Regions from separate parts of the Mus musculus genome. Here region 2 is linked to region 1. A link is a contact called in public Hi-C data. All regions are on one chromosome and are shown on one strand. The core of a region is the stretch at or near the end of the contact, and the rest is flanking DNA. Distances in the headings are between cores, read along the strand shown. Region 1 has its middle 16 kb from the start of Naa30. Region 2 overlaps ccdc198 (coiled-coil domain containing 198).

What was found. A called contact is a pair of places that touch in the nucleus more often than the background predicts.
Region 2: a Hi-C map of CD8 T cells shows a contact between it and region 1, with 4 times the contacts expected there. The contact joins two enhancer-like sites. A contact is called at or near these places in 31 of 484 Hi-C or Micro-C datasets (the AtT-20 cell line, B cells, the Ba/F3 cell line and 16 more), 1 of 115 datasets of contacts at active chromatin or transcription factors (memory CD8 T cells) and 1 of 9 other capture datasets (embryonic stem cells).

What each region holds. Positions count from the first base shown.
Region 1 is chr14:49,154,131-49,157,796 of GRCm38.p6, reverse strand. No RefSeq gene overlaps it. Among named protein-coding and RNA genes, the nearest start is that of Naa30, 16 kb to the left of the region's middle. Within about 2 kb of position 1,991, at least 18 of the 459 cell types and tissues checked have an H3K27ac peak or open chromatin away from gene starts, as enhancers often do. A contact at or near this core is called in CD8 T cells, where this site is marked.
Region 2 is chr14:49,232,781-49,236,554 of GRCm38.p6, reverse strand. It overlaps ccdc198 (coiled-coil domain containing 198), which reads left to right. Exons shown (of 7, transcript NM_025956.4): 4 at 589-675; 5 at 1,991-2,092; 6 at 3,584-3,743. Among named protein-coding and RNA genes, the nearest start is that of ccdc198, 11 kb to the left of the region's middle. Within about 2 kb of position 1,589, at least 12 of the 459 cell types and tissues checked have an H3K27ac peak or open chromatin away from gene starts, as enhancers often do. A contact at or near this core is called in CD8 T cells, where this site is marked.

The DNA.
Region 1 (3,666 bases), core at 742-3,241:
GGAGAAGGCCCTCCTGGTTCTCCATGGCTCGCACCTCCCTCTGTCTACAAGATTCATGAAGCCTGGTTCAGAGCCTCTGGATTCCCCCGGTCACAGATGCCCAAGTGTTAGTTCCATGTTGCCTTTGCTGGCAATTGTGCCTCTGCGTTGAAAACCATGCTCTGTTTGGAAACTGTCCCTTCTTCCGTGCTATATCCAGCCTTTCATCTGTCCTGCTTCAGGGGCAGGCTCAGGCTTGCCCTTTAACTAATGTGTTGGTCTCTCTTGTTCTGTCGGCTAATGTCCCTCTGGCAGCAGTCGCTTGCTGTGTTCCCAAAGCTGAACCTTTCACCTCCTTAGTGCCCCTTCATCTGTTCCCGTGTGGCATTTCTCCCTGCCCTTCAGCTATTTTTTTCTCTCCTGGTCTATTAGTCCATTTTCCATTATTTTCTTCTAGTAACGAATTCAACTCAAAATATTCAGTTAATGGTGATTATTCATATGAGTGTGTGACTTTAGAGATGAGTTGTCTGCATTATGCCAAATGATTTCTAGCCACTGTGGGCTGTGCTCATGATACCACATGAGTGCCTGGAATCATCCTTCTAACCTCCCAGCTGTTCCTGTTTTGTTTTTTAAAGATTTATTTTTTTTATGTACATATGAGTACACTGTAGCTGTCTTCAGACACACCAGAAGGAGGCATGGGATCCCATTACAGATGGTTATGAGCCAGTATGTGGTTGCTGGGAATTGAACTCTGGGCCTCTGGAAGAACAGTCAGTGCTCCTAACCACTGAGCCATCTCTCCTGCTCCTGCCTTCTGGTTTTACACGGGCATGTACACCTTCCCATGATCAACCAACCTGTATGCGCTTTGGACATCTGTGCCTGCGCTTCTTTGAAACATCCATTTGTCTATCTGTGGCTTCTAGAAAAGGTTTTAAACATGCATTTATTTATTCCTGTGGGTGTCTGTGCATCGTGAGTGTGCAGTGTTCCTGAAGGCCATAACAGGAGGCCAAATCCATGAAACCAACGTAAGCCACCACGTGGGTGCTGGGAACTGAACCCAGTTCCTCTCCAAGGGCAGCAAGTGCTCTCTTACAGAGCTGTATTTCTAGCCTCTACTGAAAGATTTCTTTTTTTTTTTTTTCTTTCCATTTTTTATTAGGTATTTAGCTCATTTACATTTCCAATGCTATACCAAAAGTCCCCCATACCCACCCACCCGAAAGATTTCTTAAGGGTACGCGTGCTGTCTTTGTGCAATGCATTAATTCTAAAGTTACGGATGCAAGATTGAGTTCTTTTACATCCTTTAAGAATATGCTCTCTATTGGTATAAATGCCTAACCAAGTTTAATTACATAGGACTTTCTTTTACCCCATAAATGACATATTTGGGGCCTAAGGTAGCATTTCTTAAATCATCACTTACAGATATAATTTTGTTATTAAAATGAACATTTGGAGGCAATGTTTACAAGAAAACAACAGTTTATATGGTTGACTCTGTTATTTTGGCTTCAGGTCATCATAACCTGCATGAAATGTCTCAGTAAAAGGACAATTTTCAAGGCCAGGACCCAGGCTGTGAAAAAGGAAAGTATACTTTGTAAACTTGAACATTGCATTACAACACAAAGCATCTGAAATAAAATACTTGTTTTATTTTTTTTGTATACATGAGAAAATTCAGAAAACAACTGAGACTTTAAAAAAGAAAAAAAAACTTGTAGAAAGTCTCACACACACACACACACACACACACACACAAACACGGAAAAAAAAAAACACATAACACTAAGCCAGAACTACAGTGCTCATTGAAGTGGATCGGTCTCTATCCCTAATATGCACTTTGATTTGCAACTCATTTTTAGTATGTGCACAAAATCTCCAATGCAGCTGTAGTGAGGAAATAGAAAGATGCCGTAACCTTCTGAGGTAATGCTGTGTTTCCACACAGTAATGGAACTCTCCAAAGTAGAAAGGGCCAGCCGCTCCTCGGTTCCCACTAGAGAAACCTTTGAAGTTCCGGAGCGGTTGATGGTCCCTTTGATCCTCTTAGTCTTCTTGCACTTCAAGGAGCTTTGGGGGAGAGTGGTTTTGCTTATCACTGGGACCTATTGTTAAGCAAGAGAAAAGCAACTTCCTAGATTTGTTGAAGTAACTGGAGCAGGTGAGGGACTTCCCTGGCCAGCTGTGGGGGTGCTGCTTAGAGCCCTGTGCATCCCTTTTGCCTAGTCTCTAACTCACTTGCAATAACTGTACATTGGTTAATTGCCATAAAATTCATGCTAGTATAAAGATTTCTTAAATTTATGGTTCTTTAACAAAAGAGAGTCATTCAGAGAAAATACTAAAAATTCTTTTAAAAAAGTATTTTACACAGAATGACCCTCAGAGACATAGATACATACATACATACATTTATACATACACACACACACACACACACACACACACACACACACACACACACACACACTGGGTCTTCTATGTGTCTCTGGCTGTCCTGGAACTCACTATTTGATACTATATAGACTAGGCCCGTCTCAGACTCACAGAGACCCACCAGCTTTGCCTCCTGAGTGCTAGAATATCCAGGTACTTTCTACATCTTGATTAAATAAACGCAGAATATATTTTATGTGAAAGACAGCAGTTTATTTAAATCATGCAGTTTGTATACTAAAAAAACTATTTTTTAGAGAGGAGAACCTGAAACAGGCTTTATTCGCAGCAAATACAACTGTGCATGTAGCTGAGTGTGATGGCGCACACTCAGGAGGCATAGGAATGCAAGTCTCTGAGTTCTTAGTTCAAAGACAGCCTGGTCTACAGTGCAAATTCTAGGACAGCCAGGGCTATAGACAAAAACCCTATTTCAAAAAAAATTTTTTTATATACATGAAAAAACATATTCCAAAGTTCAAAATCTGTGTATACACTTTTGTTCACTAATTATATAATTAAATATATGTTGGACATCAATTAATAAATAGTTAATACTAATTAAAATTATATGGACATTTCTTGTGTCCTTAAAGATTATTTTTAATCGCCTATTTTATTCACTCCCTTACTGTAAGAGGTGTCTTTAAAGTATTAGAGGCCGGTCAATGTATCACAGTGTAGTCATTCTCCCCTCCATAAAACATTTGAAAAGCAAATTTAAAGTACAGAGTCGGGGAAGAAGGGAAAGAGATTGACACAGAGAACAAACTTGAGGGCTTGAGCCTGATGCAATACTCCTAGCATCCCCTGAACCGCCATCATTACAAGACTCTCACAGTTATTTCACTATGCACGGGTGTCTAGGAATGTTTTGTTGGAAGTGTGCAGAGGCAAAATCTGATCAGGCTACCTCATTAATTCATTTGCTCGTTTACATGTAGTGGACAACTGTGGCTTCCCTGCCAAGCACTATCTGTGACAAGGAGAAAAGCGAACACTTAGTTCTGTCCTCACCGAGACCATGATCTGGGGGAAGAGATGGACAAATAAGGCAGAGTTAAGGATGGGAGGCTGGGAGGTACTGATTAATGGTAAACTCCTACCCCGGAATGCATGGGAACCTGGATCTATCCCCAGCACCAACTACAGAGACCTCAACAACATCCATAAAGGACTTCATTGGGGAGAGTCAATCCAGGAAGGGTGTGTACAGCAGGTACCACT
Region 2 (3,774 bases), core at 340-2,839, 79 kb before region 1:
ATATGTAAGTACACTGTAGCTGTCTTCAGACATTCCAGAAGAGGGCATCAGGTCTCATTATGGATGGTTGTGAGCCACCATGTGGTTGCTGGGATTTGAACTCAGGACCTTCAGAAGAGCAGTCAGTGCTCTTAACCACTGAACCATCTTGCCAGCCCAGTTTGTACTTTTCTCTTAAGCATGCCTTGTCACCCATGATTACTGAAGGAACTTCCCCCAGAGACCTCCCTAAGGACTGGGACAGCACTGGGTGGTTAAGGGAAGATCAGGTGTGTCTCCAGTCTCTTTCATCTCTACTAGTCTAAGACCCCAGCTATTTGGTAACTTTAAACACGATCCCTCAATCCCTGACCAAGATTTTGATTAATAACTCACTGAAGACACTGAGCTAGAACAATAAAGAACCCTGTAGGTCAAAAAGCCCTTCCCACAGACGACAGTGGTGACACTGGGTATGACCTTCCCTGTGTGTGCCCAGGAGGAAGTGCCGCTTTCACACAATGCTCGGGTAGTTTAATGTACCTGCTTTTGTGTTTCATCGTCTCATGGTGTGAGGGATGCTGAACACTCTAAATTTTGGACTTCTAGAAGCTTGAACCCATTGACCTGCCACAAGCAATTACCTCTGAAAGGCTTCTGTGCCATCAAGAAGGCAGAACAAAGTCCAACACAAAGGTGAGCTGGGGCGGTTGTAGACTGGGGGAAGTGGGTGAGACTGGGAGAGTCGCTCTTTTCAAGTTTCCCCTTCACACAGGAGTTCAAAGCCAACGCAGACTGTTCAGTCCTTGGCAGGTAGAATGAAAAGCATCAGTGCTTGCTTATGCCTGCTTGCAACTGGCAAGTGCCCTCCACCCTCGGGTGAGGCCAGGCTCCGTCTGCTTTGTGGAGAAAAGAGAGCCATGTAGATGAAAAGGGAATCTTGCGTGGAAACTGGTGGTTCTACAAGTTTTCATCTGTGCTGGGGGAAGCCAGCACAGCTCTTCCCTTCACTCCTCCTGGGTTTAAAAAAACGATCTCTCAAAACCCAGGGAGAGCTTCTCCAGAAGTTATTCCTGACTTCTGTGCCACCAACCTCTATCAAAATGTAACCTCAGGGAAGGGCTTCAGTCAGCTTTGCCCTGCAGAGTAAAAAAACGAAAGCTGTTTGTAGGGGTCCTTTTCAAACCTTGTCCTGACTCATTCCGGAGCCAGCCAGTCACTGCTGGGTGAGGTTAAGGGTCACCCGCATGCTACAGGTCCTCAAGTCCGTGCTTAACGTGCTGGCAGCTGCGGCAGCCTCCCTCTATGTTTCTGCACCATGCAACACACTGTCCACAGGGCAGCACAAAGGGTTGTCGCCAGTTCTGTTCTTTACCTCTGGGCAACAGTAGGTGACAAATGAAAATACATTCACCCCTGCTTACCCTCAATAGCCACCTCTGCCACTGAATTTCATGACAAACTAAAGGGAGAGCAGCAGACTCATCAGTAGTCATTTCAAAGCCTCCCTTAACTGCTGTGCTCCCTGTACTTATATTAGAATATGAAAACAAACTGTAGAGAAATAAGTTCCACAGGGCCACTAGGGGGTGCTCTTCTCACGTCACAGCTGTCCATTCAATGGTAGAAGACACAGGAAGAGAAAGGGAAGGAAGGTCTCATCAAACCCAGCCACTCTTCTAGAGAGATATTACAAGCATCTGTTGGGGGAGAAATGGTACATTGTCGAAGTGAGATTATCAAAATGAAATTGTCAAGGCCTTACATTCAGGCTTTCAACACTCTGCAAGAACCTTTAAAATACAACTAGATACACAGCAGATTGCCACTTCATTCAGACAGCTATACAAAGGACTTGTCAGGGACACACACCAGTATAGCTTTATCATGACAGGAGAACACCATGGATTACAATGGATTAAGATCTCCTGCTCCAAGAAGGATTGAAGGCTGTAGATTGTGGCAGTCAACAACAATGACCCCAAACTAATAAACATGTCATCTTTCACAGCAGGAAAATGAGAAGAAAATTCAACTTCCTATGTACACTTCTGGGAAAAGACAATATTTGCATAAGATGAAAATGCTAGAGATGAACCATAAAAGACAAGAGGTAATGAGAAGAGGGTCGCATTTACCAAATATGGAGGGCACCATCACTGTCCCACCAAGGCCAATCTCTACTCGGCACTGGAGCAGAAGCTGCCACTGCCCAAACTGGAAGAAACAGGAAGATGACCTTTGCTCCCAGCCTTGATCTCTTTTAATGTTCTAAACATTTATTTCCTTATTTTGTGGGAGCACAGGGCACACACATGTGCTACAGTGCGTGTCTGGGGGCCAGAGGCCAACTTTTTGTAGTAGGTTTTATTTTCTTCCACCATATGGGTTCTGGGTCTCGAACTCAGATTGTCAGACTTGGCAGCAAGCTCCCTTAATCACTGAGCCATCTCACTGGTCCCTTGGGTGTCCCTTTGTCTTTGTCTCTTTGTTTTGTTTTTGACATAAGGTCTCATTACATAGTTCTGGCTGACCTGGAACTCACTCTGTAGGCCAAGATAGCCTCCTGCTTCCTCATTGTTGGGATTAAAGATATGAATCACAAAGCCTAGCTTATGTCTTCTTTTTTAAAACAAGCTGCCTTGGACCCTCTGGTTGCAGCCAGAAAATAAGGTAAATCAATAATACTAGTTTCTTGGTTTACTTAGAGAGGGAAAAGAAGTCAGTGTATAGTCTGATACACAGGCCTCTCCCTGTAATCCATGCTGCAGAATTTTCTATAGAGAAACACTTGGTACTGAGCATGCTTGTACCCCATGCTTGTGGGGCTGTGCAGGAGGAGTGCCACAAGGTCTAGGCCAGCCTGGGTTACATAGAAAGTTTCAGGACAGCCTGAGCTACGGAGTGAAACCCTGTTTCCTTTTCTGCTGCTATAAGAGAATACCAAAATGTGTTAATTGACAAAGACAATAGAGATACTGCTCGTCGATCCAGAGGCGGAAAGAGCTAAGACTGAGACACTGATGATACAACACAGCACAAGCAAGGAACGCAGAAGGTGACAATGTTCTTGAGAGTGAGGGGTCAGGGGGCAAGAGCAAGCCAAGGCAGGCAAGCAGCCTTTCTAGCTCTTTCTAGGGAGAACTAGCCTCCTCCTGTGACAGTAGTTTTCCTCTATCCTGAAAGTGAGCCACCTACAAACCAGCATAAGGATTGGGGTAGGGATATGTTTCCAATCTAGATTTTAGGAAGACACACTGGAATACGTTCTCCAGTACAGCTCTGCAAGTGTCCTACCCTAAACGCCGCTCTCTAAGGAAGCATCCTGTGGTTCTATCCTCTGTAATTCCAAACACCACATCTACAGACAGAGGCCAGCAGGCTTCCTCTTTCCATTGGCCATGCCTCTCTGAGACAGTGAGCATGCTCACTTGTCTCCTAACAAGCCTGAGAATAAAGTTCCCAGGAAGAAAACCACTCCACTGTGTTCACGGGTGTTCAGGTCTGTGAACTGTCCACCTTTGATGTTGCTGAGATGCTAACCTGTTCAGGCAGGGGAAGACGGTTTAGGGGGACACTAACCACTTCTAGTTGATCATTTCAGGCCCAAATGGAGTTGAGGAAGAGTCTTCTGAGTAAGGCGATGCTTGATATGCAAAAGCTGAAGGACCATAATGGCAATAAAATCGCCCAGAGCAAGCCAAGGAGCAACGGCTATGACATTCTCACCATACTGCCTAATGAAAACATAAACAGAGATCCAGGTGAGCCATTTCTTTAGTAAAACATTTCACG